Linked DNA regions of Mus musculus: all the other regions are linked to region 4. The links are chromatin contacts, called in public HiChIP or PLAC-seq and promoter capture Hi-C maps. All regions are on one chromosome and are shown on one strand. Each heading gives the region's core, a stretch centred on a gene start, on an enhancer-like site or on the middle of the called end of the contact. The rest is flanking DNA. Distances are from core to core; before and after follow the strand shown. Region 1 holds the start of Mrgprh (MAS-related GPR, member H). Region 2 holds the start of Airn (antisense Igf2r RNA). Region 3 holds the start of Igf2r (insulin-like growth factor 2 receptor). Region 4 holds the start of Agpat4 (1-acylglycerol-3-phosphate O-acyltransferase 4 (lysophosphatidic acid acyltransferase, delta)). Region 5 overlaps Airn (antisense Igf2r RNA). Region 6 holds the start of Acat2 (acetyl-Coenzyme A acetyltransferase 2).

Region 1 (4,019 bases), core at 648-3,147, 760 kb before region 4:
CAGGTGGGAACATAGAGAAGGGCTTTCATAATAGTGTATCCACAGAGGATAACATCAGGCATCCTTCCTTGGGGATGTCCTAGCTAAAGGTCATGAAGGCAGCGAGAACTGTGTCACATTCTCCCTCGAGGCCACCACTGGCTTTTCCTCGAAGACTTTCTGCAGTGCTTCTTTTAGGGACTTCCTACTCCTCTTCCTCCTCAGGCTGCCTACCACAAAGTAGACAATTGGGTTGATGCTGCAGTTTATAGTGGACAGCATGTTCAGGTAGGGGAGGGAGTCCCATACAGAATCATCAAGAGAACTAGAATAGTAGCCGATGATAAGCAACACCTTCATGGGCATGGCGAAGACAAGAAACAGGATGACCGTGGTCATGATGATCACATAGAGCTTGGTCGGTTGACGTGGCTTCAGGTTACAGCAGACTTGGATGAAGAGGATCAAATTAGAGAAGATCATGAGAGGAACGAAGACCAGGAAAGTCAAGATACAGGAGAATATGTACACGTATCGGCATTCTGGGAATTGGGGCTTCACTTCCAGAATGCAGAAGAAGTTTTCCAAACCAGACACGAGAACAGAGAGGGCCCACAGCAGCATACAGGCCACAGCGGACTGGTGTTTTGGGCGTTGGCACTGGTACCAGATTGGATAAAGCACGGAGAGGCACCGCTCTACGCTGATGGCCGTGAGGAGGTGGAGCCCTGTGTTGTAGCCAAAGATCATGAAGAGGATGGCGTAGCTCTCTAAGGTCATATTGTAGATGTGAAAAGTGTTCACTAGCTTCATGATGGACGAACAGAGGAGGACCATGAAGTCTGCAATGGCGAGATGGAGGATGTAGATGGTGAATGGCTTCCTCTTGATACAGAAGATTAGGAACCATATCAAAAGGCCATTCCCAGCCAGTCCCAGGGAACAAATGACCAGGGAGACTAAGAAGTAAGTGTGGTCATCCGTATGCTCTGAAGACCAGGTGGTTTCATTTGGGGTTTTGTTTCTGGTGGGTTGTGTGGATTCCAGAGGATACAAGGTCATTGCCAATGGCTCCATTCCAGGAAGATGGCTTTCTCTGTGGCCTCCTGTGATCAGAAACAGAAGGTGGTGACCGGCGCCATCTGTTCTGCACCTCAGAACGGTTTTGTATCATGGGGAGGCTTCTCTCCCATGCTGAGGGACAGGGACGCCAGAGTCCCCCGCCCTCTCTCCTCATCTTCATGCCCTGGCTCATTCCCCCTTTGTCAGCTCTCCACTCAGCAGACGCTACTGAAATGTCCACATCCCCTCTACTAACACTAGGGCTGACTCCCAGCCTCAGCCTACAACAGTTCCTCTTTGGTCACGGCTCTCTGGGAAAGCTCTCTGTGTTTCTTATGTCTAGGAGTTCTTACCAGAACGAGGTGACAGAATTAGGAGTTTTAAAGTGATACATGGCAATACATTGAAATGATTTAAACTGTGGCTGGGGACACAGCCCCAAGAAAGGAGGAGGCTGCTGCTCTCCTCCTGCTGCTGGTTGTGGTTTGTCAAGTGGTTGTGAGCAAAGTTGATGAGAGGAAGAAACTGGATATCCTGACAATGGAGATCAAACTTGCCTGTAGGAACTCGGGGTCCCTAATCAGCAGGAAGTAGCCTAATGAGGCCAACACCTCCTTTCCCCTCTAACCTTCTTTCTTGCCTACCCAGTGCTGTGGGGTTTGAAGGAATGGAGGTGGAGAAGGTGGTGGGTAAAAGAACCCAATAACGTAGCCAAAAAGAGTGATTGATTACATTTGCAGCCCACTGAAGGATGAGAAAAACTCTCAGTGGGGCTTTCCCCTCCTTTCTCTTTTCCCCATGTTGGCCTGGCTCCACTTGTGGTCCTGTCAGTACTTGGATCTGTGCGGTGGTTCTTGGGTTTCTCTCATCAGCCACCAGCCTCAGTGGGTAGTGAGAGTGTTGCTCCACCCTACCCTGGAATGGCCCACCAACCGTCCGTCCTCTTCTTTCTAAAGCAAGCAGAGGACTGTCTCAAGCTTTTCCCTGTGACCTGTACTTGGGGTTTAACAGAGGAGGGAGAACGCAGGAGAGGCAATTCTTTCAAGCCCCTGCATCCCAGGCAACCTGTGACTTTGTCCTCCTCAGAGCTCTCCCTGATCTCTCTCTTCACAGCCAGATCTTCTCTTCCCGTTGATGAACCTAGCCTGCCTCAGGGAGGGAGTGTCTCAACAACTTCTGTGGTTTTGATAAAATATATAACTTTTATGGATGAGAAAAGTAAATTAATTTCACAGACTTTGGAGAGGTCAGAAGGAAGAAAACCAAACCCACTGGCTTTCCTGTTTGACCACTCAAAGATAGCTGCTTCCTCTGTTGTTTGCCTTGAGGCAAGGTTTTGTTAAGTAGCACAGGCTAGCCTCAAACTCGGAATACTCCCATCTCCACTTCTTGAGTGCTGCAGCTAGCAGCTATAGTAGGCATGGGCCACCATGCCCAGATGCATCTTATTTCTGATTGACACACCATAACGGTACACATCTGTTGAATGCATGGTGATGGTTGAACACATGTGAACCTGTGCAGTGGTCAGGGTGGGTGGCATCTGTCATCACAGACGTTTGCTATTTCTTAGTGTTGAGGACATTTAACATCTGCCCCACTATCTATCTGAAATAGTCACCTGATCATTATGTGTGCATGTGTGTGTGGAGGCCAGAGGTTGACATCTGGTGTCTTCTTCCTAGCTCTCTATTTTGTCTGCTGAGGGAGAGCATGCTGGTTGTAGGCTTTTGTCAACTTGAACCAAACTAGAGTCATCTGGGAAGAAGGAATTTCAGCTGAGAAGACGAAGCCATCAGATTGCCTGTAGGCAAGTCCATAGGACATTGATTGACAACTAGTGTGGGAGGGCCCATCCCACTGTGGGTGGTGCCACTTCTGAGCAGGTACTCCTGGGAAGAAGGGTAATCAAGCAAGAGCCCAAGAGCAAGACAGCAAGCATTATTTCTCCATGGTCTCAACTCCAGGTTCCTGCTCTGAGTTCCTGCCCAGACTTGCCTCCATGATGGTCTGTCTACTGTGAGATGAAATTAACCCTTTCATTCCTGTGGTGCTTTTGAAATAGAATAGAAAGCAAACTTAGTGGGGCTGGAGAGATGGCTCAGTGGGGAAGAACACTGACTGTTCTTCCAGAGGTCCTGAATTCAATTCCCAGAAACCACATGGTGGCTCACAACCATCTGTAATGGAATCTGTGACAGTGTACTCACATACATAAAATAAATAAATAAATAAACAACTTAAAAAAAGCAAGGACTCAGGGTGTCTCACTGAACCTGGACCCCCTCACATTTTCAAAGAAGCGTTTTGCACACAGAGCCATTGCCACAGCTCTGGATTGCAGATTACAGAAACATGCCAGTCCTCAGTCTGGCAATTCTCAAAAGTATGGTTCTCAGAGAGTGCTTGCTTATCTCTCACAAAGCCCTGGATTCCACCACATGCACTGGCAATAGTGTTTTATAACTATAATCTCAGTATTCAGGAGGTACAGGCAGGAATCCCAGAAGTCAATGTCAATGTCATACTCAACTCACTAGCTTGGGAGTTAGAGGCTGGTCTAGGCTAAAAGAGACCCAGCAGCTGTGCACAATACCTGCATAAAATCAAGCCACTTCATTCTAGCATGGAGTGGGGAGGGGCTCACTACCCCTTGCTGGAGAGCTAATGATAATAGATGACTGCTGGATGAGGGGGAGCCAGCATTCTTTAAGGTGATGGCCCCTGGTAGGTCAGTTATGCTCCAGTGACGGTCTCATTCTCCTGCGGACAGGTCAAACTGGACTCCATGAGTCATTAAAAAACAAACAAACAAAAAGGGCACAAAGTTGGGGTGGGGTGGGGGTGAGGTCCTGAGAGGGGGTTAGGTGAGGAGTAGGGGTAAGTATGATAAAATTACATTGTGCGCATATGAAATTCTCAAAGAACAATAGACAATATTTTTAAAAGGTTGCTTTTGGAAGCAGCATAAGAGAGAA
Region 2 (4,213 bases), core at 302-2,801, 620 kb before region 4:
GCGCTCTGAGGGTCCAACCCTTTGAACTCTCCCTTTGTATAGAATATGGCACCTTCATGTGCCCCTGAGCACAGCCTGGATAGTGCAGAGCCCTCTGAATCCTCCTGTCCGCTAGTGGGGCACCTTCATTTGCATGGCCAATGAGGAACCCTAATCTTGCGCAGGAGTGTGGCACCCTCATGCATAGCCAGGATAGCGCCAAACCCTGCCCTTCCCTCCGTCTCCTGCAACGCGGCACTTTTGAGCTTGCCTCTCTTGCAACGTGGCACTTTTGAGTTCATCTCTCCTGTAACATGGCACTTTTGAGCGTTGGCCCTGATCACAGAACCCTTCGAATCCTCCCCTTGTGCAGTTTGCACCCTCAGGATACCTCGGAATCCTCCGAGCCGTCTCTTCCCCTCCCCTCGCGCAACTTGGCATAACCAGAATCACAGCCCAACCGGAATCGCATTAAAACCCTCCGAACCTTTGGGCAGCGCGGCACCGGGGCTCACGCAGTGCCGCGGAACCCTCGGAACCCTGCCCTTGTGCAGCTTCGCACCCTCAGGATAGCTCGGAACCCTCTGAGCTTTCCCTTCCCTTTCCCTCACCGCAACTCAGCACAACCAAGGATCACGGCACAACCGGAATTGCTCCGAACCCTCGGGCAGCACTGCGGCGCAGTGCCGCGGAACCCTCTAAACCCTCCGAATCCCCTCCTTGTGCAGCTTTTCACCCTTAGCCTCTCTCGCAACTCGGCACAACCAGAATCGCAGCACAATTGGAGTTGTGCTAAAATCCTCTGAACGGGGGGGGGGGGGGGGGGCAGCGCACACGCCAGCACCCTGGCTCGCGCAGTGCCGCGGAACCCACCGAACCTTCCCCCTGCCCCGCAAACCGCGGATCAGGTCGTGTAGAAATCCTCCGATCTCCACCCCCCCCCCCAACTCTCCAGCAGCGTGGTGCCCTAGCGCGAACCCCTGCTCCCCTTGCGCAGCGTGGCACCCTCGTGCTCTAGATCGCCCGTAAACCCCCCCCCCCCCCAGTGCAGCAGTCGGCCCGCGCTGGACGCCCCCCTCCCTTCTCCTCTTGCTGACGCGGCATGGCGGCAGCGCGGCTTTCGGCTTTCTACCGGCCCTATCGGCCCTCGTGTAGTTCAGAACACTGGTGAGCAGTGGGGCACCCTAGTGCTGAGTTTTCTTGTAGCCCAGAAATCTTCACCCTAGCGCTGAATCTCGCGTAGGGGAACCTTTGAGCGGCCTGGAACTCTTGGTCGGAGCCCTCGAGCTGCCGGATCAGTGGAACCCTCACCTCGCGTAGAGCCCTTCCCTCCTGTGGAACCCTTCCTTTGCGGAATCCTCTAACGCGTGGAATCCTCCCCTTGCAACGGAATCCTACCCTCATCTGCAGAATCCTCCCCTCGCATTGCCGCGCTTCACGCGGGGAACCCTAGCTTACCTCAGTTCCCCAGGATGTCTGCGTGGTAACTGGCGGTGCTGTGCTTCTTGCTGCCCGCTAGAGCAAGGAGGGATAGATATAATGTTGAAGCCTCGGCAGGGGGTGGAGATTATTAAGTTCCGCCCCAACTGTGTCACTTAATCCCCCCTGCTCAGCCCAACCTCACCAGGCTTTGGCTCCTCCTCTTGCTCCAGCCTGGAGCCTGTGTTTTAGATGGCCTTACAGTCCTGGAAGTGTTTCTATAAATTGCCTGCTGAGCAGGTCAGAAAGATTTAGAGGAACACCAGAGAGACCAGATATTTCAAGCAGACTTGAATAACAGATATTACGGTTATGTTTCTTCTTCTTCTTTTTAAAAGCTGTTGTCTAATTGAGTAGTCCTTGCTTGTCTTGAACCCCGAGAGAGATACACTTCTCTTAGTCTTTCCATTGCTTGGATGCAGAGTATGCAGTGCCACTCCTGTGAAGGTTTTCCTGACCACCAAGCCACCAAAAGCATAGTTTTACAGGACATAAACAGGCAGTTCTCTTCCACACAACTCAGTTGCCAGTATTGGTTCAAAATTTGAGACTTACAGTTTATTTTAGGCACATTTAAGCAAAGCACAATTAAAAAAAAGTTCTCTGGTTTTAATTAACTCCATCCCATGTGTTCAATAAATCTTTACTTATGACTACATTGATTCTTTTGTGAGGTTCAAGTGAGTCTTCTGTATAGATAGATTCTATAGATTAAGGAAGTAGGCTCATGGGAGGAGTCTGGGGGAAGCAGGCTCATGGGAGGGGTCTGGGGCAGCTGCTGTGGCCTGGCCTTACAGAAATAGCACAGAGGTCACCAGGCTATTAACCACCCCTGCCCCCAGCCTCCTGGGCTGGAAACAGGTTATCTACTCTCCCTTTGAAGAGACAACCCTGCGTGTTTAACATTCCTGGCTTGCCTAGTGCTTATCTGTGAGAAAAGAGCCTACGTGCTTTTATGTTTGTTCATTGTGTGTTCATTCTTATCCTCTCCAAACAGGTGACTCACTTTTGAGAAGTTCAGCCAGATCACTCCTGGAATTCAACACCACTATGGGCTGCCAGCCTTCAGATTCACAGCACAGAATCCAGACTAGCATTACATTTCTGTGTGGGAAGACCCTGGTGAGTGGGGCCCTCTTCAAGCTCTTTGTTAAGAACATTTTCCCCTTCTGGTGTTCTTGTTACAGGAATTCTGATCCTGGAGGACTAAATGGTCAATTTCCCCCTCCCCCCAATTTATATTCACATCACGTCACTACCACCCAGAACCACCAACTAAATGTGTCTTAAAGATGGTGAGAATTGGAGTGAAACTTGAGTTAGGATGAATGTTAATTTTAGACCAACCTATAACCACACTATTGTGCAAATTGAGATCTTAAAGTCTGTTTGTGGCAGCATGAACCATGGAGGTCATGTTGCAGAGCAAGCTAGCTGCTGATTTACTTCTGTTGATTGTTCTTAAGAGCTTGGTGTTTACTGTAGGAGAAACAGGACTTGGAGGTGAACACCTTGGTCTTTCTCATGGGCTGGGGAAGGTAGAAGTTAACTGTTGCTCTGCAGGGGTTAACTAGAGTTAACTGGTCTGGTTGCCAGAAGGGGCTGTCTGGGGTGGGATCTGGTGCCTCTGCCCAGGCTCTGCTGCTCGTGGGCTCCTCGGGGACCTCCTTACAGGATGGATGAAGTCATACTTTCTGGCCCTGATTTTGCTGTTTTTTGGTTCAGAGACCATTTGGCTCTTGAGAAGAAGGCGAAGGATAATTTCCCATGAGTTTACTCTGCTTGTGGAATTGGGGCAGCTGGGCAGTCAGTTAGACAGGATGTCTGGAGACTCTCATCTCCCAACTTACTTTTCTGTTTGGGCGGATATTCTTGGTGAACTTGTTGAAGTAAGGCAGTTATGTTTCCTCTTGTTGCACCCTTATTTTCAGGAGATTTTACAATGTTTCAGGTTTAAAAACAAACTTGTATTACTGAGTGGTGTGTTAACATTCTTTTTTTTTTTTTTTTTTTAATAGGGAACTCCTGAATTTGTAACTGCCACAGACTGTGTGCATTACTTTGAATGGAGGACTACTGCAGCCTGCAAGAAAGACATATTTAAAGCTGATAAGGAGGTAATGGGGTTTGAGACTATTTGGTCATGAAATCTACTCTGGAGAGCTTGAAAGTCAGGGTGTGGATTCTGCTGGGGAGGAGGTGAGAGAGGGAAACCATAATCAGAATGTGTCCTGAAAATAAAAATCTATTTTTCAATAAAAGAAAAAAAGATAGAAAATTAAAACAACCTCTTACAAAGAAGGTTGTGACTTTGCGATGGAAAGATTTAAATGACTTATTACAGTCTCTTGAGGTGAGAGTTTGTTTCTGTGGATGTGAGGTTCCATTTGCACAGAGGTACCACGAGATTTAATTGTTAAAAACGTCTAGGCCAGCTTCTGGTGCACACAGCACAGCACAGCGCAGTCTGTTTTGGCTTTAGGGTTTGCCCTGCACCCCTTGGGCCCTCAGGAACCTGACTGCTTCATCTTCCTCTGTACCTGCTCCCTACCCATGAAACATCTCACTTGGATGATTCGTTCTCTGCCAGTTTCTTTTCTTTTCTTTTTTATAAAATTTATTTATTATATGTAAGTACACTGTAGCTTTCTTCAGACACCCCAGAAGAGGGCGTCAGATCTTGTTACAGATGGTTGTGAGCCATCATATGGTTGCTGGGATTTGAAATCAGGACCTTAGGAAGAGCAGTCAGTGC
Region 3 (4,185 bases), core at 1,048-3,547, 650 kb before region 4:
GGTCTATGGTGAGAAAAGGGGACCAATGGTTAATCTATGGCACCCGAGCTTTTCATTGTCACGAGGTACTTTACAACTCTGTAAGTTGTAGAATACTGTTAGTAAAATATCCAATTGTTTGACTTGAGAAATTAAAGCTGTGTCTGAGTCAGATAAGTATTTGATTTTTAACCAACCCTTTATCTATTGGCTAATTTCTCTTCTGCATTCCCAACTTTCCGTTGTCTGTATTAGGGTTTGTTTGTTTGTTTGTTTTTAAATTCCCTTTGAGTCTGTTTTAACATGATCTCAGTTCTTACTTGAATAACGTAAGGGATATTTTTTTGACACATCAATTCTGTACCTGTGAGGTGGCTCTGTGCTTTAGAACTCCGCTTCACTGAATTTTTATGGCATCACTTCAAGAAGAGATAATGAAGTCTTTTTTTTTTTTCCCCTCCCCAAATTTGTGATACCAGCTGCCATGGAACACTCTGAGCAGAAGCAGCTTGGGGAGGAAAGGGTTACAATGGCTTACATGGCACGTCACAGTCCATCACTGAGAAGACAGGAACTCAGGGCAGGACTGGCTTACATTCCACGTCACAGTCCATCACTGAGAAAACTCAGGACAGGCACTCAGGGCAGGACTGAGACAGGAACTGAAACAGAGCCACTGAAGAATGCCGCTTACCAGCTTGCTCTTCCTAGCTTCTGCCCAGCTTGCTCGCTTACACAGTCCAGGATTCCCTGTCTAGGGGATGGTACTGCTCACAGTGGGCTGTACCCTTGTCGCTCAATTTTTGATCAAGAAAATGCTCCACAGACATGCCCATGGGGCCATCAACATGGAGACAACCTCAGACAGCTCTGGGCTGTGTCACATTGAGAGCTGAAGCTAACTAGGAGATGCCATCAGATCATGAATCAATGAATGGATTACTTCATTGATCAGGTCACAGTCTTCGTGATACAACCACCTCTCAATAATGCCATCACCTGGGGACACAAGACTTCACCAAAGGCTTGGTTTATGGGGTGCTCCATTTCCAAAGCCATCCAAAGAAAATGTATTTTGGGGATGATACTTTGAGTGGAAGTTTACATTCTGGTTCACAGCTAACTCTTCATTTAGCGGTTTTCTCACTGACAACACTTGCCTGCATTAGTTCTAACACTAGAGAGGACAAACATGAACTCCAGCTTCTATCAAGGGACTACTCCTGTACCCCTGACCCTCAAATGGTCCTTCTTCATCAGGAACAGGCCATCCTCTTCCATCCAGCAGGCAGCTCCTGGAGGGATGCACGTGGAGTGAAGGAATGGAATATCTGCCTAGCTAGTAAGATCAGTTGACCAATCCTGGTGTCACAGCCAGATTGTCTTCCTGCCCAGTGACCTCTTCTTGGTTTCTTGGTAATAACAGCGGACCTGGCCACATTCAGCCAGCCTGGCTGGCCAGCAAACATCGGAGATGCCCTCGTCTCTGCCTCCCCACCAAAGTTCCAGGGGTTGGGTGCTGGGGCTTGAGCTCAGACCCGCAGGCACATTACAGTCTGAGCCATTTCCTAAGGCTCATTTACTGTACTTTCACTAGGTTACCGCCTTATGTAATATGGATGCTGCATATTATCTTTACAGAATAATAAAACTTTGTAACAGAGGTGGTGGTACACGCTTCTAAACCTAGAACTCGGTAGGCTTAAGTAGAGGGATCTGAACTCCAGTATAGCCTGAGCTACATAGTAAGCAATCTCACGCTAAAAGTTTTTTTTTGTTTGTCATTTGCTTGTTACATTTTGGTTTCTCTGCACACTGCATATTAGTCCACCAGTCACCTAACTTGCTGTAGAAAGCCCTGCTTGGGAAGTCACATTTCCACAGAGCTGCTGTGAGGCTCTCCGGGGCATGAGTCGGAAACTCCCACGCGGGATTCTAGAAAGACTGACCTCTTAACCCTGCATCCACTTGCAACACTAAACATCAACCTGGGCTTTTCCACCTAACTCCATCTCGGCCACCGTACTGGTCTCGGTTGAAGAAGAGAGAGTTAGGAAGCGCTCAAGCGCAGACGCAACCTGGGTGCTGGACGGGGAAACTGAGGTCTGGCTCTGAGGCGTCACCCCTCGCCGCGCGTGAGCAACCCTGGGGTTGTCAGGCCTCGAGTAGGTACCTGGCGCTCGTGCCCGGCCCGCAACACTTCCTGTCCCGCGCGCGTGCGATGCTCATGTGACCCGGGACTGGGCGGAGAGCACCTGAACGAGGACGTCACGTGAGCAGGAGGCGGGGCGGGGGCGGGCCGACTCAGGTCACGTGACGCTCCGGGGACGGCCACGGAGCGCCTCCTCGTCGCACTCCCCCCTGGCTCCAGTTCTCTCTCCTCTTTCTCCCTCCAGCTCCCGTTGCAGCTTCGACTCCGCTGTGGTGGCGCGACCGTGTCCCAGGCGCGGCTCCAAACGGCCAGCCGCCGTGAGCCCCACGCCACACGCGATGCGGGCCGTTCAGCTGGGACCGGTGCCCTCCGGGCCGCGCGTCGCGCTCCTGCCGCCGCTCCTGCTGCTGCTGCTCCTGGCGGCCGCGGGCTCCGCGCAGGCCCAGGCCGTCGACTTGGACGCCCTGTGCAGGTGGGTGTCTTGCGTGGCGGGCGCGGAGCCCCGAGGACACGCAGACCTCCGCCCCGCCCCGCCCCCGCGGGAAAGTTGCCCGCGTGGTGGCCGCGGCGGCGCAGGAGGACGCGCCGCCGTGGCACTGGCCCCCGGAGCCCCCCGTGCCCGGCCACTTGTGGCTGTCATAAGTCGGGCGGCTTTGTGCGACTCCCGGGGCCCGGTGTGTCCGTCGGAAGTTGCAGGGGGCAGAGCTAAGGCTGGGCTTTTGTCCCGCTGCACGTTTCCATTGAAGTTCCAGCCGTGGGGCTTCGGAGGCGTCCCCTCTAGTGTGCAGTCTCCAGGGAGTGCGAACCCACGCGATGCTCTTGGAGTTGGGTAGTGGTGGTTTCAACTGCAGATTGACCCCTTCTGTGGCAACTCTCAGTTTTCCTTATTTAAAGTAGCCATTTGTCAGTGGTTGAAGCTTTTTCTTCTTTTGACAAGGGTTGAGAGGTGGTCATCTCTGTAGGCTTTCAAGACTTTACCCTTCACGTCTCTCAGTTAGCTTCCTGTGTGGTTGCTCACATGATGTCATTGTCTCCAGAGTAGATTATTCTAGTGGAGTCTTCTGCTCTGGGATCCAAGGTTGTATAATTTCCAGTCCTGTCGAAGTTTGTTGGTGTTGGACACAGACTTGTGGGCCTAGGGAACTTCCAATACCATTAGTTTGGAGACAGGCCTCCTCTGGGCTCTTTAGGGTGAAGGGAAACCAAATCTTTTCTTGTTTTAAAAACTTTGATAAGAAGGAAGCGGGAAGAGAATCTTGAAGCCAGCTTTACCCTTGACTTTCAAAAGTGACTCAGAATGAGACGGGGCTGAGCCAAACTTGATGTTTCTAATGGTAGTCCAGGCTCTTTAGTCCTTTGTATCAGAGAGTTTTGTTCTCTCACCTGGAGTTAATAATTTGTAGGACTTGTTAGTGTAAGAATGAGCTGACCAGAATTCTATTTCTCATTTTGGAGAGTATTTGGAGGGAGACACTGCTGCACTGCGGCTTATAGACCAATTAGCTGCCCAAAGATAGATTGCTGCCCCGGTAACTTCATGATATGGAGGAAGGGTGCCCCTTAAACAATAGTAGGCCCAGGGGGGAACATTTAGAACAGAAAATTTTGGATTTAGGGCTGCTGTGACCAAGAATTAACACAGCTGGTCTAGTGCTGTGGAAGTCACGGTCTTGCTAGATAACTGGAATTTGTTTCTTTTGAAGGCGTTGGTACAGGGGATCCAACCTAGGGCCCAGGCATGCTAAGCAAGTACTCTACTACAGACCTGCGGCCTTTGCCTTAGAATTCACTTTTTTTTTTTACACCATTATTTTTAAAGTGTGTGTGCGCACATGCGTGTCCATTGTGTCTGCCATGCAGAGGCCAGAAAAGGGTCTCAGAGTCCTTGGAGCTGGAGTTACAGGTTGTGAGCAGCCTGCGTGGCTGCTAAGAATTGATCCCCCCCCCCTCCAAAGGCCAACTCTCTAGCTATAGTAGGTTAATTTCTTCGAAAAAATTAAGAGAATATTTTTTTATTCTATGTGTGTGAGTATTTTGTTCGAATTTATGTCTGT
Region 4 (4,090 bases), core at 1,433-3,932:
ACACACACACACACACACCGGCCCCAAGCAGAAACCCTCTTTCCCACAGCCCTGGCAGAATGCTTGCTTTCTCGAGAACTCACTGGAAACCGAATTTCAGAGTCTAAGGCTAGTTTTCCAATGCTAAACTGGACTCATCTGAGTTCTCCAAATGGCAGAATATTACTAAGCGAGGCTTAGCCATGTACTTCATCAGTAAATCAAGAGTCACTCAGAAATAGGCACGCCTCTTTCCCTGCCCACCAGACCTCCCTTCAGAACACAGCAGAACAGAAAGGGTGGCCTTAACCAACTCCTCTCTGAGTAGCCATGATTTAAGGCAAGGACTGGAATGACTAAGATGGCTCCCTCCTTCTCTGCCCTCGCGAGCATCCAAGCTACAGTCAAAGTCATGACATAGCCTGGCCTTCTGAGTCACCTTGGGGTACTTTGTTTCCACCCAGCTCCAGCTGTCTCCCACAGGTTAAACAAGTCACTCTTTCTCTGGATAGCTGAGAGGGGTCTGGTCTGTTTGGTTATTTACTACTTTCTTTTTGCATTGGGTTTGGGTCTGGAAACTTTCTGAGTGACATGCTGAGACAAGCCCACTACTCTCATGCTTTGGAAGGTCGGACGATAAGTCCATTGTCTTGTCCGGCAGAATGCTAAAGTAAGTTTGGCAAAATGAAAGTTGAATCATTATTCTGAGTACGTTTTTTTAATGTTCTGTACCCCTCACCTAATTCTCTTGTCTTTAACTCCATTTTTTTCTCTAGTTAGATTTGTTTGTTTTGAGGGTTTCTAGGGACGTTAGGCAAGTTTTCTACTACCAAGCAACAACCCCAGCCCTCTAATTTTGTGCCCTGTTCTTTAGCTCCCATTTGTAGAGAACTTTTGTATCTGAAATGCTTAAAATCTCTGGAACTATGGTCAGTTTTTAAGACCGAGATAAATAACAGTAGTGAGATAAAGAACATTCTAGAAACTACTGGTTCTTCCCGCTTCCACGTAGCCAAGAGGCTAGGGTTCCAAGCTATGATTGGGCTTTAATAACCTGAAAGTAACCTGAGGCCTTTTAAATTCTTACCACAGATAATCTCAGTAATACAGGACTCTATATTGGTACCAATAAGGAAGGAATTCTGGTACTGGGCATGCACATTAGAAGAGGGTCCATTATCAGGCTTGCTTCAGAGGTACTGAATATAAGCAGCACCCAAAACCACTAATGGGCCTGCCTTCTAAGCAATGAATTATTTGTATCAAGTTTTGTCCACCTCTGCTTATTACTGGGTAGGTGATAATTTCCTCTCGTGTCTTAGTTTTCTTCTGAAGGTTTGTTTTTTCCTCCCTACGTTGCACCAGAAGGATATCATACCTCTAACTTGGGAGTCTTAATTGTTTTTCTCAAAAGGAACCTTACCCACCCACCCCCGATATACAGAGACACACATGCACACATCCACACTACGTTTCCCTCCTCTTGAGATAACTTTTTCCCCCCAGTAGGAGATGCTGAGTGATAACTTCAGATGAGCAGATCCGTGCCAGGTTTGGAAAGACTAGAGGGTAAACACTGGGTAATCCAGGTGAGAGCACCACAGAACAATACCCTAGAGACCCAGCTGGGTAGTTAGCATTTCTTATGCTAACTGAACTTTGATTTGTGGCTAAATGAAGTTCAGAATAGAGCCAAGACTCGTTTTATACATGTTTAGACTTGTGGGTGAGCCTGAACAGCTGATAACATATTTACCAGTGTGAATTATCAGGTACTTTGCAACACTTTATTTCAATGCAGTATCCTCCTATAAAGAGTTAAATCCCCCTGCCCCTCTTAGTTTGTTCAATATCATGTCTTAAGAAATTAGTTAAGTTTCTAAAAGCTGCCCTTAATACTGGAAAGCTTCAAAAACATAAAAGAACTCCCTTTAAAAATCCCGACATATGATGGAGAACCCAGAAGCTTAAATTTAAGTAAATAAAGCGGTGATTACAAATGCCTGTTTCCTTGACAACTCCCCTCCCCCAGCCCTCCTGCGATAGGGAAAAACCAAAATGAAAACGAGAGGAGGGGGTATCTACAGAGTCACGTTGCGTTCCAGCGAGGCCCAGCCAGGCCAAGCCCAGGAAGGAAATACAAATAAATCAATTTAGATTGGGACTGTATTTTTGTGGAGTATATTTTTGTGGTTGTCATAGAAACACCAGAGACAGAAGAACGTGTTGCACGAAAAGAGAGCCCGTATATGTAACAGGAGCCATCGCTACACCTTCACGGTAGCCAAGAAAATGCTTCCACCCTGGGAGGGCTGCTCGCAGAGCCCCCAGAAAGCTCCTCACAATCTGGCACAAAGCAGTGGTCGCGGAGCCCCGGTGCTCCTCCCTCTGCCCCCACCCCCACCCCCGCATCATTCGCTCCAACCCCACCAGCATCCCGCTCCGAGCCTATCCCTTCCAAAGTACTAGGAAACCAGCCGAGCAGAGGGACCCCTGCCAGAGAAGGGCATCCGATCATCACACGCCACACCCCAGGAGAAGGTGCCTGGTAATCGTACCAACACCACCTACCTCGCTCCGGGCAGTTCTTTGCATTGGTGCTCACAAGCCAGAACTGCGAGGCAGGAGCCTGAGGTTCAGAAACTGCCTCTACTTTAGAGAAGCTGTAAGTCAGCCAACACTGGAAAGAAAAAGCGAGACTCCACCCAAAGGGGTGGACCCTTCGGGAAGGGAAAAAAAGGTGGTCCTCGGCTGACGTCTCTCCCCACCCATGTCACTTCCTTTTAAAGCTACGACTTAGCAGCTACTGGGAGGGAAGCTCGGACCCCGTGTAACATGAGTCACCCTCTCCTTCCAATGAGTGTAAAGAAGTGTCCAGCTCGGCCTCCTGTTGGAGCCAGATGGGGATTGGGATCGAGTAGTCACCCGCGTGGATAACAAAGCCATCCCAGTGGCCTGCCGCCACTCGCCCAGCTCAAGAGCCCTGTTGCATCCCCGTGCAAACAGCCTGAGAAACCTCGGCCTCCTGCCCTGGAAATTGCCCCCCCCCCCACGCCCCAAGTCCCCTGTGCCATTTCGTTTGGGGGTGGGGGTGGGGGGAAAACAGGATGAAAGCTGAAGCCCGCGCACTCTAGTGCCTTGCTCACCTCTCCTGGCCACCACTCCGCCAGCCCGGAAGCCCCTTCCAAGATCACGCCCAGCGTTCCCGAGACTAGGACCAACAGACCTAGGATGCCCGGAGCTCCTGTGGATGGATGCTCTCCTTCCAAAGCTGGGTGCCAGCGGGTGCCAGGACTGCCTACTCATGCTAGTGCGCACAAGCAGGCAACACACACATGCACATGACATTTACACTCTTGTTAAGTTAGCAAGGGTCTGAGCAGATTAACCGAACAGAGTCCTGAAACTTTAAGGGGGCGGGGGGGGGGCGGTGTTGGAAGTGCGCAAAGGCCAGGTCTGTGACATTCCTGGAAAGGTGAATTCAATCTCTGGGTGCCTAAAGTGCCCTTCAAATACGGGCTGTTCAAGACACTGTCGCAGATGTTTACATATTTACAGAAAGAATGCCCCGTGGTCGCTCTACTTTCTAGCGCGAGCAGTACTGAGAAGTTCCTCCTCCAGGCTGCAGAAGCACGGCAAATAGCTTGCCCTGCAGACAGGAGCCAAGAAGAAGGTACTCAAGAAGCAGGAAAAGGGTTTGGACTTTGACATCCTGAAGATCATCTAGAATGTGAGAGGAGCAAAGCCAAATGGAGTGAGGGTGGAGGGCATAAGGAAGAATCCAAACCGAAAGCCCATTTGTGGGGTGTAAAAATTAACTTGAACGGCTAGCAAGGGCTATAAAAGTTGTTAGTAAAGAGTTTCCTATAAGTACTGGAGAGATGAGGTGGCTCCGGGTTTAAGAGTGCTTACCGCTCTTGAATAAGTCAGGGTTCAGTTTCAGGCACCTGGCAGCTCACAATTGCCTTTAACTCTACGGAATCCATCACTCTCTGATGTTGGCCAGGGGCACCTGCATGAATGTGGTGCACATAAACTCACATAAGTACACACGCGCGCACGCATATACACACACACACACACACACACACACACACACACACATAACATA
Region 5 (3,842 bases), core at 448-2,947, 680 kb before region 4:
TTCTAAGGGCTGGGATTAGAGACGTGAACTAGTCCCATTGCCCAGCCTAGTCAAAGTATTGTATTTGTAAAATACTTGGACATAATTTAATGCACAAGTGGAAAGGAAGCTATTATGATTGGCTCTTGTGTTTTCTTCCCGCATCCCACAGGATTGTCAGGTCTGTTTACACACACACACACACACACACACACACACACACACACACACACACAGATAACCATACCCCCACACACACTCACATTCACTCACCCACCCACACCGGTGGCTTTAATGAGAAGGGTTATTTAAGATTATTCTGATGAGTTTTGTTTTAAAATTCAGTGTTCAGCAGGTAAAGGCCCTCACCACCAAACCTGATGTGGGCGGAGAGAACCAGTTCCTGTGAGGTAACCTCTGGCCTCCACTCGAAAGCTCCAGGTGGGCACATTCCCCTCCCCCAGCAAGATAAATAAATGTATGAGTGGTAAAACACTGATTGACTGAAAGTGAATAAGGGAGACAGGAGGGCGTCTGGGAAAGAGAGTGGGTCTGTTCTGCCTAAGCCAGGCGCTAATCCACAGCAGGGTATTGTTTATCTGTCTTCAGGAATCTGGAAATGTAACTAGGAACATCAGAAAAACCTCTCAGTAGAGCAGAGTCGACTGAGAGGTTGACAGCAAACTGGGGATCTGTGATGGTGTTCAGGAGGCACAAGGGAAAGAGAAGCGCACAGAGGCAAGGACAGACCTCAAAGGATGCAGATGCCTCTGGAACCCTGTAGCTTGAGGTGAACCTGAGATGAGGTTTTTCATCTGGAAGTGTCCTGACAGGGACAGACTGTTTGAGGACACCTTAGCAGTTTTGCCCAGTTATGGTGGCACACACACAGGATCTCAGGAGATAGAGGAAGGGAGATCAGGATTTCAACACTGTTCCCAGCTCCATAGGGAGTTCCCAGGCAGTCTATGTATCTCAAGTCCAGGGCTGAGACTCAAACCCTGGTCTCTTTGAGCACTAGGAAGTCTACCACCTACCTTTTTTTTTCCTTATTTTTTTAAAAGACTTATTTATTTATTATATGTAAGTACACTGTAGCTGTTTTCAGACACACCAGAAGAGAGTGTCAGATCTCGTTATGGATGGTTGTGAGCCACCATGTGGTTGCTGGGATTTGAACTCAGGACCTTATGAAGAACAGTCAGTGCTCTTAACTTCTGAGCTATCTCTCCAGCCCTACACCTCCAGCTCTAAGTGGGTCAGACCTCCTGAGGCATCTCCAGTGGCTGGGGGAGGCCTGGTCTGGAGGCAAAGACCATCAAGCAGCTATCCTGAGGGTGGCCTCGGAGATGGAAAAGAATAGACCGCTGATATTTTTCCTTGCCTGTGCGAACCCCGCGATGCCACATCATATACCCCTACATCCATTGCTTCTGGGCCCCATTGAGACCAGTTCCGCCCGTTTGTACAAGTGATTATTAACTCCACGCCAGCCTCAGGAGTCTTTTCAATATTTTGTGGTCTTGCTTCTGTTTTTCTTCTGCCAAGGACTGCTCACTCCATGGAAATCTTGGTTAACCGTAAGATCTTGCCAGAGAAAGCGAATGCCTTCGGGCGAACACACCCAGGAAAGCTGGTCTCTCTCCTACGTGGCTAGGAGCCTCCAGGAAGAGGGCTCCCTTGTTGTGATTGAATAGTATCGAAGCTGTTTTGTGTCTAGTTGTTAACATGTGTCTGCTTGCTTTCACCTAACATTCCAGCGCTGAGAAAGGCCCAAGTCCCATCAGTCTTGGCAGAATCTGTTCAAGATGCTTTCCTCATTTAGTAGTGAGAAAGGGTTGGGTGGAGGCCAAGGTCACTGGGAGACTCTCCCCTGGTGCTTGAGAGAGCTTCCTGCCAAGATTTCCTATCCCCTTTGGTGGCAGATTTGCTGTGGGAACAACCTCACCATCTGTACGGAGCCTGCAGATAGAAAACACACAGGACATGTGGGCCTCCCTGCCCCAGGCCTGCACGAGCTGTAATCGACACCCCTGTTGCCTGCTCTTGGGAAACAGGAAGTCTGAAGGAGTGCTTGTGGTTCCACTGGGCATTTCAGCAGCTCCGGGACAGAACCACTTAAACAGTCAAATGCAGCTCCCAGGTGCAGAGCAAAGTGGCAATCGGCAATAGCTGCTTGCAGGAACCATTTAGTACATAGCGATTTCAAAAAAAAAAAAAAAAAAAAAATCTTGGGGATGGAGAGATGGCTCAGCAGCTGCGAACACTTGCTGCCTTTGTAGAGGGTGTGCACATTAGCTTCCCAGGACCTATGCAGTGCCTCTCAGTGGCTTGCAACTCCATTTCCAGGAGCTCTGAAGCCCCCTTCTGGCTTCTATGGTCACTGTGCAAAGGTGGTTGGTGCTCATAACCCCCCAGAGGCTCACACACATAGTCAATGAATAGTTATTTTAAAAAAAAAAAACAATAGAACATTGTCTTTCTTTTCCCCCCATGAAACTGTCTATAGGTCTGTTGTGGTGGAACTATTCCACCCTTGCTTGTTGAGGAAATCATTTTTAAGAGGAATGAAGACAGGCCGAACTCATGTAGACCCAACCAGAAGAATGTATTATAAGGATTATGGGTAAAGTTTAATTGGAAGAGTGCTGACCAGGCTTGCATGTACCACATAAACCAGGAATGGTGGTACATGCCTATAATGTCAGCACTTGGGAAGTGGAGACAGGAGGTTAGAGGTTCGAGGTACCTCTTACTACATAGCAAGTTTGAGGCCAGTTCAGGTTACTTGAGACTCTATCAAAAAAAAAAAAAAAAAATCCCAAAGGCAAGATGGTGAACAATATGGAAAAAAAGAGAATTTTCTGCCTGAAGCGATGAACAAAGTCCACGGACTCTCACAATAGCAAGGTATGCCATTCAGGGTTTAGGTTTTTTTTGTTTTGTTTTGGTTTGGTTTTTTTTTTGTTGTTGTTGTTTTGTTTTTGTTTTTATTTTTACTTCAGAAAAATACCAGGATTGAATCAATCCAACGGGGGAAAAGTTTACTTTTGCATCCTGCTTAGGACTGTTCTTCCAAGGTCTTGCTGGGTACCAGGATGACTTATCTGAGCGTCTACACTGTTGTGTGGCAAGCCTGAGACACAGCTGATGGAGATAAGAACTGTAAACGTGTCAAAATGGAGGAAGGGATGAGTGAGCTGGTGGGACGGAAGAAAAGTGGATCAGAAAGAGGATTCCCTTGAGCCACCCCCTCCCCCATTCTGTTGTTAATCTGACATGGGTGAACCTAGGCTAGCATGGCCCCCTCTGTGGGGGACCAAGGCTAGTGACACAGGTCCTGTGCCCTGATCCTGGCTCTCATCCTGCAGTCTCACAGGCTGGATGCCTTGTCACTTTGCCTGTTCAAGGTTCAGCACGTGCCTCTCCAGATGGCCACACCCTGCCCAACCCTTGAACTGTGTTCCAGAGCCAACAGAACTGTGTAAACAAGAGCAGCTGGCAGGCTCCTGCTTCTCATGGTTTCTGCTCTGAGATGAGTTTTCTAAAACGCCTCTGGAGTCCAATAGTCCTGGATGTGACTCCAGACTCCTCCGCTTCCTTATTCTACGTTTTAGGCAAGCGGCTCAAACTTCTTGGCATTGTCGGTGCTAATTGTTGGTCCCTGAAAGGTTTCATCGACTGTCAACCCCCAGGCTACAGATTGCTGATACCATGTAGATTTGGACAAACTGAATTGGAGTTGTGATTTGTAATTCATCCCTGGTTATAGGATGGTTGCAAGCAATACAAGTTATGAAATATTATACTGATTTACTTCCTTTTCAAAATTCCCATCACTGTGTATCTAGGTCATCATGGAA
Region 6 (3,760 bases), core at 260-2,759, 840 kb before region 4:
CATAATGGGGGTAACTGACAGGATGGGGTGGACATGCTGTGGCATGTTGGGTGAGGGGCAGTGAGAGTAAGGCCACAAAGGGAACTGAAGAGTGGCCAGAGTAGTGGGAAAACAGAGGGCTAGGGAGGTGACACAGTGGTGATGAGCACTACTGCTCCTGCAGAGAACAGGGTTTGGTAGCTAGCACCCATATGATAGCTCACGACTGTCTGCAATTCCAGTTCCTGGGGTCCAGCATCCTCTGCTTGCCTCTGCAGACACTAGGCTCACATGCAAGGATGCATACATGCATGCAAGCAAAGACACATAAAAATAAATTATTAAGCCAGGCGTGGTGGCGCACGCCTTTAATCCCAGCACTCAGGAGGCAGAGGCAGGCAGATTTCTGAGTTTGAGGCCAGCCTGGTCTACAAAGTGAGTTCCAGGACAGCCAGGGCTATACAGAGAAACCCTGTCACGAAAAACCAAAAAGAAGAAGAAGAAGGAGGAGGAGGAGGAGGAGGAGGAGGAGGAGGAGGAGGAGGAGGAGGAGGAGGAGGAGGAGGAAACCATGGGAAGTCCCTTGCATTTCTTGGACCCTTGAGGAAACAGAGGACATAATCTAGAATTTAGCCTCATCTCTAGAACCTACTTTGATCCATCCACCTCTCTCAAAATACTATTTTTTTCAGGTTGCTTTACATTTCAGGAGGATATCCCAGCTTACCGGGTTGTTGTTGTTAGGTTTGTTTTCCTTTCCTACAATCTGTGGCGCAGTTCTCTTACTTCACTGTCCACTGTCCCCACTGAGGGCAAGACTTGCCTAGAAAGCCTTTCCTTCCACCACAGGATTCTGCTTTCCTAAACAGATGGCATTCTCTGTAGACCAGCAAGCTGCAGAAGCAAACCAGGATGACTCTCCTTTCAAAACACTGGGGACACTGCAGGTGACCTGTGATAGTGCTAGGGCTGGGACTGGGGGGTGGCCAGAGGGAGCCTGCAAAAGGCATGAGAATGACACAAGGCAGAGAGGTAAGTAGAGTCTGGCAGATTCTGTCTTTGGCTGAATAATAAGTCCGAGAGGATTGGACAGTAGAGATCCACTGCCCTAAGGATCTCTGTTAGCAAGGAGGCTACCCACTCAGAAGCTGTCAGCGCTGAGAAGAACCTTCAGAAGAAACGGGAGATGCCTATGTAGGAAAGGTTAGGCTAGGTTCCAGTGTCACCTGGAGGAAAGCCTTACCCTTGGACCCGACTCCACCTATGACCCCTAGACCGTCTGCACACCGCATCGCTCTTCGACACCCCTAGGCTGTCTACCTCCAACCCAACATCCCTGGATCCTCCACACCCCACCCTAACCCGACACACCTAGGTTGGGTAGACACCATCTACCCCATACCAAACCAAAGAGTCTCCATCTTACACAATTCTGGGACTTAGCCCTACCAGCTTCCTGCGCAGGCGTGAGGAGGCGTGGCGTGGAGGCCATAGCTCCGCCCCCCCCAGCACAGCCTGTCAGGCTGGAGGAAGTTTTACCTCAGTCGCAGACAGGACAAGGCTGAGAGCTAGCAGAGACCAGAGCGACAAGATGAATGCGGGCTCAGACCCCGTGGTCATCGTCTCAGCGGCGCGCACCGCTATAGGTGAGTGTCCCGCGAGGTCACTTCAGCCTGTGACCCTCCTTCCCGACATGATCGCGGAGACTCGGGCTCTCGTGACGGGGAGGGGGCGGCCGGCCACAGACTCCACAGCTCGCGGTGCCCCGCGCCTTGCCCGCGGACCCGCCCCTCGTGCTGCGATTGGCTCCTCGCAGTAGAGCCACCGCTCTGCCAGGCTCACCTATTAGATAACGTTGGGACGCGCTCTCTCTCCTGATCGCTGATTGGTCTGTTCGGCGGTGCACCATTGATCACGCTGTGGTGTCGGGGGCCCGAGAGATGGTGGTCTGAGCTGCTCCTCCAGGCAGGCCTTGGCTTTGGCATTGTTCTGGAAGTCACCATCGCCTTTGCCCGCCTCGGCTCCAGCCGTTTTTATTTGGAATGCATGTGACCCCTTCTCCCCCTCGGTGGTCCTCAGTGTGCTCTTGGTTCAGATTCCTTCCCTCTTCCCCATTCCATTGTAGGCTCCTTCAATGGTGCCCTGTCCACCGTGCCTGTCCACGAAATGGGGACAACTGTCATCAAAGAAGTCCTGCAGAGGGCCAAGGTGGCTCCAGAAGAGGTGTCCGAGGTCATATTTGGACATGTCTTGACGGCAGGTAACTCCTCAGTAGCCCAGGACAGATCTGGTTCACTAGAAACAGCATTTATTTATATGTGTGTGTGTGCGCGCACACACACCACCACCACCATACATTGCTTTGCTTGGAGTTCTCTCTGCTAGGATTCTTTCTGTCCCTCCTCCTTCCTCTGGCTGAAGTCACAGCTCCTTTACAAGCCTTTTCGGTGAGTGATCTTAGACCACGGGACTGTATCGCCTTTGCATTGTTAGAAGCACAGCAAAGTATTCACAGTCCTCCACATACCCCTAACATGTCACACAGTCAATAAAAGTGTGTGGGCCTGGCACTGTGCCACAGCTGCGAGTGGGGCTGCAGCAGAGCAGCTCTACCCTGGTCCACTTTGTCAGGAGATCAGCTGTCCCTCACTCCAGGGGACTGTCCGGAGGAAGGCAGGAGAGTCTAAGAATGCTTCATCATAGCTCTGATTCCTGCTGGGCTTGGAGATCAGTGACTACTGATGTTGATGATTGGTTTGGGGCCTGGGTGTATAGCTCAGTGGTGAAGTGTGTGGTTAGCATGCATGTGGTCATGAGTTCCCACTCCTGCCCTGCCCTGTGCTCCCTCAGCACACATTTGAATCAACTGTAGAGAAAATTGTTAATATTCAATACCAAGTTCTGCTCTTACTCTGTCTGAGACCATTTGTATGTGTGCCAGTTGAATATTGTTTTTTGAAACATTTGGGGCTAGAATTGTTTTGACATCAGATCCCCACCTCCTAGATTATGCAACATCTGTATATATATATATATATATATATATAAAGGATCATTGTTAGAGAACTTGGTGTCACAATCTTTATCTCAAGAAACCACGTTCAGCTAGTTGTCCTTCATATTCTAGGTGGAACAGCAAAATGGATAGTAGAAAAGGGAGCTTTATTTAATTTGGTTAAATTGGGAGGAGATCCAAGTATCCTCCTCAGGTCCATCTTCATACTCCAGAAGTGAGATTAAACTTTAAATAGACAGCTGGAGATTCGCACTTCTAAACAGTCAGGTCATGTTATGGCCCCACCCCCTGCATTGACCCATTGTCTGGGTCTCTATAGCAGGGTGGTCTGGCAAGTCCTCAGAGTGTGTGGAATCTTTTTCCCTGGAAGGAAAGATCTCCTTTGCCTTGTACCAGGCTTCAACTTGTTCCTTCTCCCAGCATGTGATTCCAGTCTTTGAGGAGTTCATTGTTTCAGTCGTCTGAAAGAGCAAAGAAGCCAAGTGTCTCTAAGAAGTATCATCATCTTTTAGAGAGTAAAGAGATTGCTCAGCTCTAAGGAGCACTTACTGTTCTTATAAAGGGCCCAAATTTGTTTCCTGGCACCCTCTTGGATTCTTACAGCCTTCTTCACTCTTCCAGGAATCCAGAATCTAGCACCCTCTTCTAGCCTCCATAAGTACCAGGCACCCTCAAACATACATACATACATACATTCATTCACGAAAAACATTCATACAAGTAAATATATATATAATATCACCAGACTGTGGTAGTACACACCTT

Evidence for each region. Promoter capture Hi-C pulls out the DNA fragments that hold promoters and counts their contacts. HiChIP or PLAC-seq counts read pairs in DNA pulled down with a chosen protein or histone mark. Capture Hi-C pulls out chosen DNA fragments and counts their contacts.
Region 1: a promoter capture Hi-C map of the HPC-7 cell line shows a contact between it and region 4, with 3 times the contacts expected there. The contact joins the promoter of Mrgprh here to the promoter of Agpat4 in region 4. A contact is called at or near these places in 2 of 39 promoter capture datasets (the 3T3-L1 cell line and the HPC-7 cell line).
Region 2: a contact with region 4 is called in an H3K4me3 HiChIP or PLAC-seq map of bone marrow-derived macrophages, with 6 times the contacts expected there. The contact joins the promoter of Airn here to the promoter of Agpat4 in region 4. A contact is called at or near these places in 6 of 115 datasets of contacts at active chromatin or transcription factors (bone marrow-derived macrophages, double positive thymocytes, extraembryonic endoderm stem cells and 3 more).
Region 3: a promoter capture Hi-C map of adipose tissue shows a contact between it and region 4. The contact joins the promoter of Igf2r here to the promoter of Agpat4 in region 4. A contact is called at or near these places in 7 of 39 promoter capture datasets (the HPC-7 cell line, cranial neural crest, embryonic stem cells and 4 more) and 1 of 9 other capture datasets (adipose tissue).
Region 5: a contact with region 4 is called in an H3K4me3 HiChIP or PLAC-seq map of bone marrow-derived macrophages, with 4 times the contacts expected there. The contact joins the enhancer-like site here to the promoter of Agpat4 in region 4. A contact is called at or near these places in 1 of 39 promoter capture datasets (cranial neural crest), 3 of 115 datasets of contacts at active chromatin or transcription factors (bone marrow-derived macrophages, microglia and pancreatic cancer cells) and 2 of 9 other capture datasets (adipose tissue and liver).
Region 6: an H3K27ac HiChIP or PLAC-seq map of extraembryonic endoderm stem cells shows a contact between it and region 4, with 4 times the contacts expected there. The contact joins the promoter of Acat2 here to the promoter of Agpat4 in region 4. A contact is called at or near these places in 2 of 115 datasets of contacts at active chromatin or transcription factors (extraembryonic endoderm stem cells and memory CD8 T cells).

The regions. Positions count from the first base shown.
Region 1 is chr17:12,873,912-12,877,930 of GRCm38.p6, reverse strand. It overlaps Mrgprh (MAS-related GPR, member H), which reads right to left and starts at 1,897. Exons shown (of 1, transcript NM_030726.1): 1 at 89-1,897. The coding sequence starts at 1,056. The coding sequence ends at 91.
Region 2 is chr17:12,738,649-12,742,861 of GRCm38.p6, reverse strand. It overlaps Airn (antisense Igf2r RNA), which reads right to left and starts at 1,551. Exons shown (of 3, transcript NR_027773.1): 1 at 1,438-1,551. It overlaps Igf2r (insulin-like growth factor 2 receptor), which reads left to right. Exons shown (of 48, transcript NM_010515.2): 3 at 2,456-2,580; 4 at 3,477-3,575.
Region 3 is chr17:12,767,818-12,772,002 of GRCm38.p6, reverse strand. It overlaps Igf2r (insulin-like growth factor 2 receptor), which reads left to right and starts at 2,297. Exons shown (of 48, transcript NM_010515.2): 1 at 2,297-2,603. The coding sequence starts at 2,470. The region is part of intron 1 of Airn (antisense Igf2r RNA); the gene reads right to left.
Region 4 is chr17:12,117,876-12,121,965 of GRCm38.p6, reverse strand. Agpat4 (1-acylglycerol-3-phosphate O-acyltransferase 4 (lysophosphatidic acid acyltransferase, delta)) reads right to left here and starts at 2,682. Exons shown (of 9, transcript NM_026644.2): 1 at 2,551-2,682.
Region 5 is chr17:12,792,281-12,796,122 of GRCm38.p6, reverse strand. The region is part of intron 1 of Airn (antisense Igf2r RNA); the gene reads right to left. Among named protein-coding and RNA genes, the nearest start is that of Igf2r, 24 kb to the right of the region's middle. RefSeq lists an enhancer at 3,053-3,842. Within about 2 kb of position 1,697, at least 112 of the 459 cell types and tissues checked have an H3K27ac peak or open chromatin away from gene starts, as enhancers often do. A contact at or near this core is called in adipose tissue and bone marrow-derived macrophages, where this site is marked.
Region 6 is chr17:12,958,474-12,962,233 of GRCm38.p6, reverse strand. Acat2 (acetyl-Coenzyme A acetyltransferase 2) reads left to right here and starts at 1,509. Exons shown (of 9, transcript NM_009338.3): 1 at 1,509-1,625; 2 at 2,105-2,239. The coding sequence starts at 1,571. It also overlaps the pseudogene Gm15946.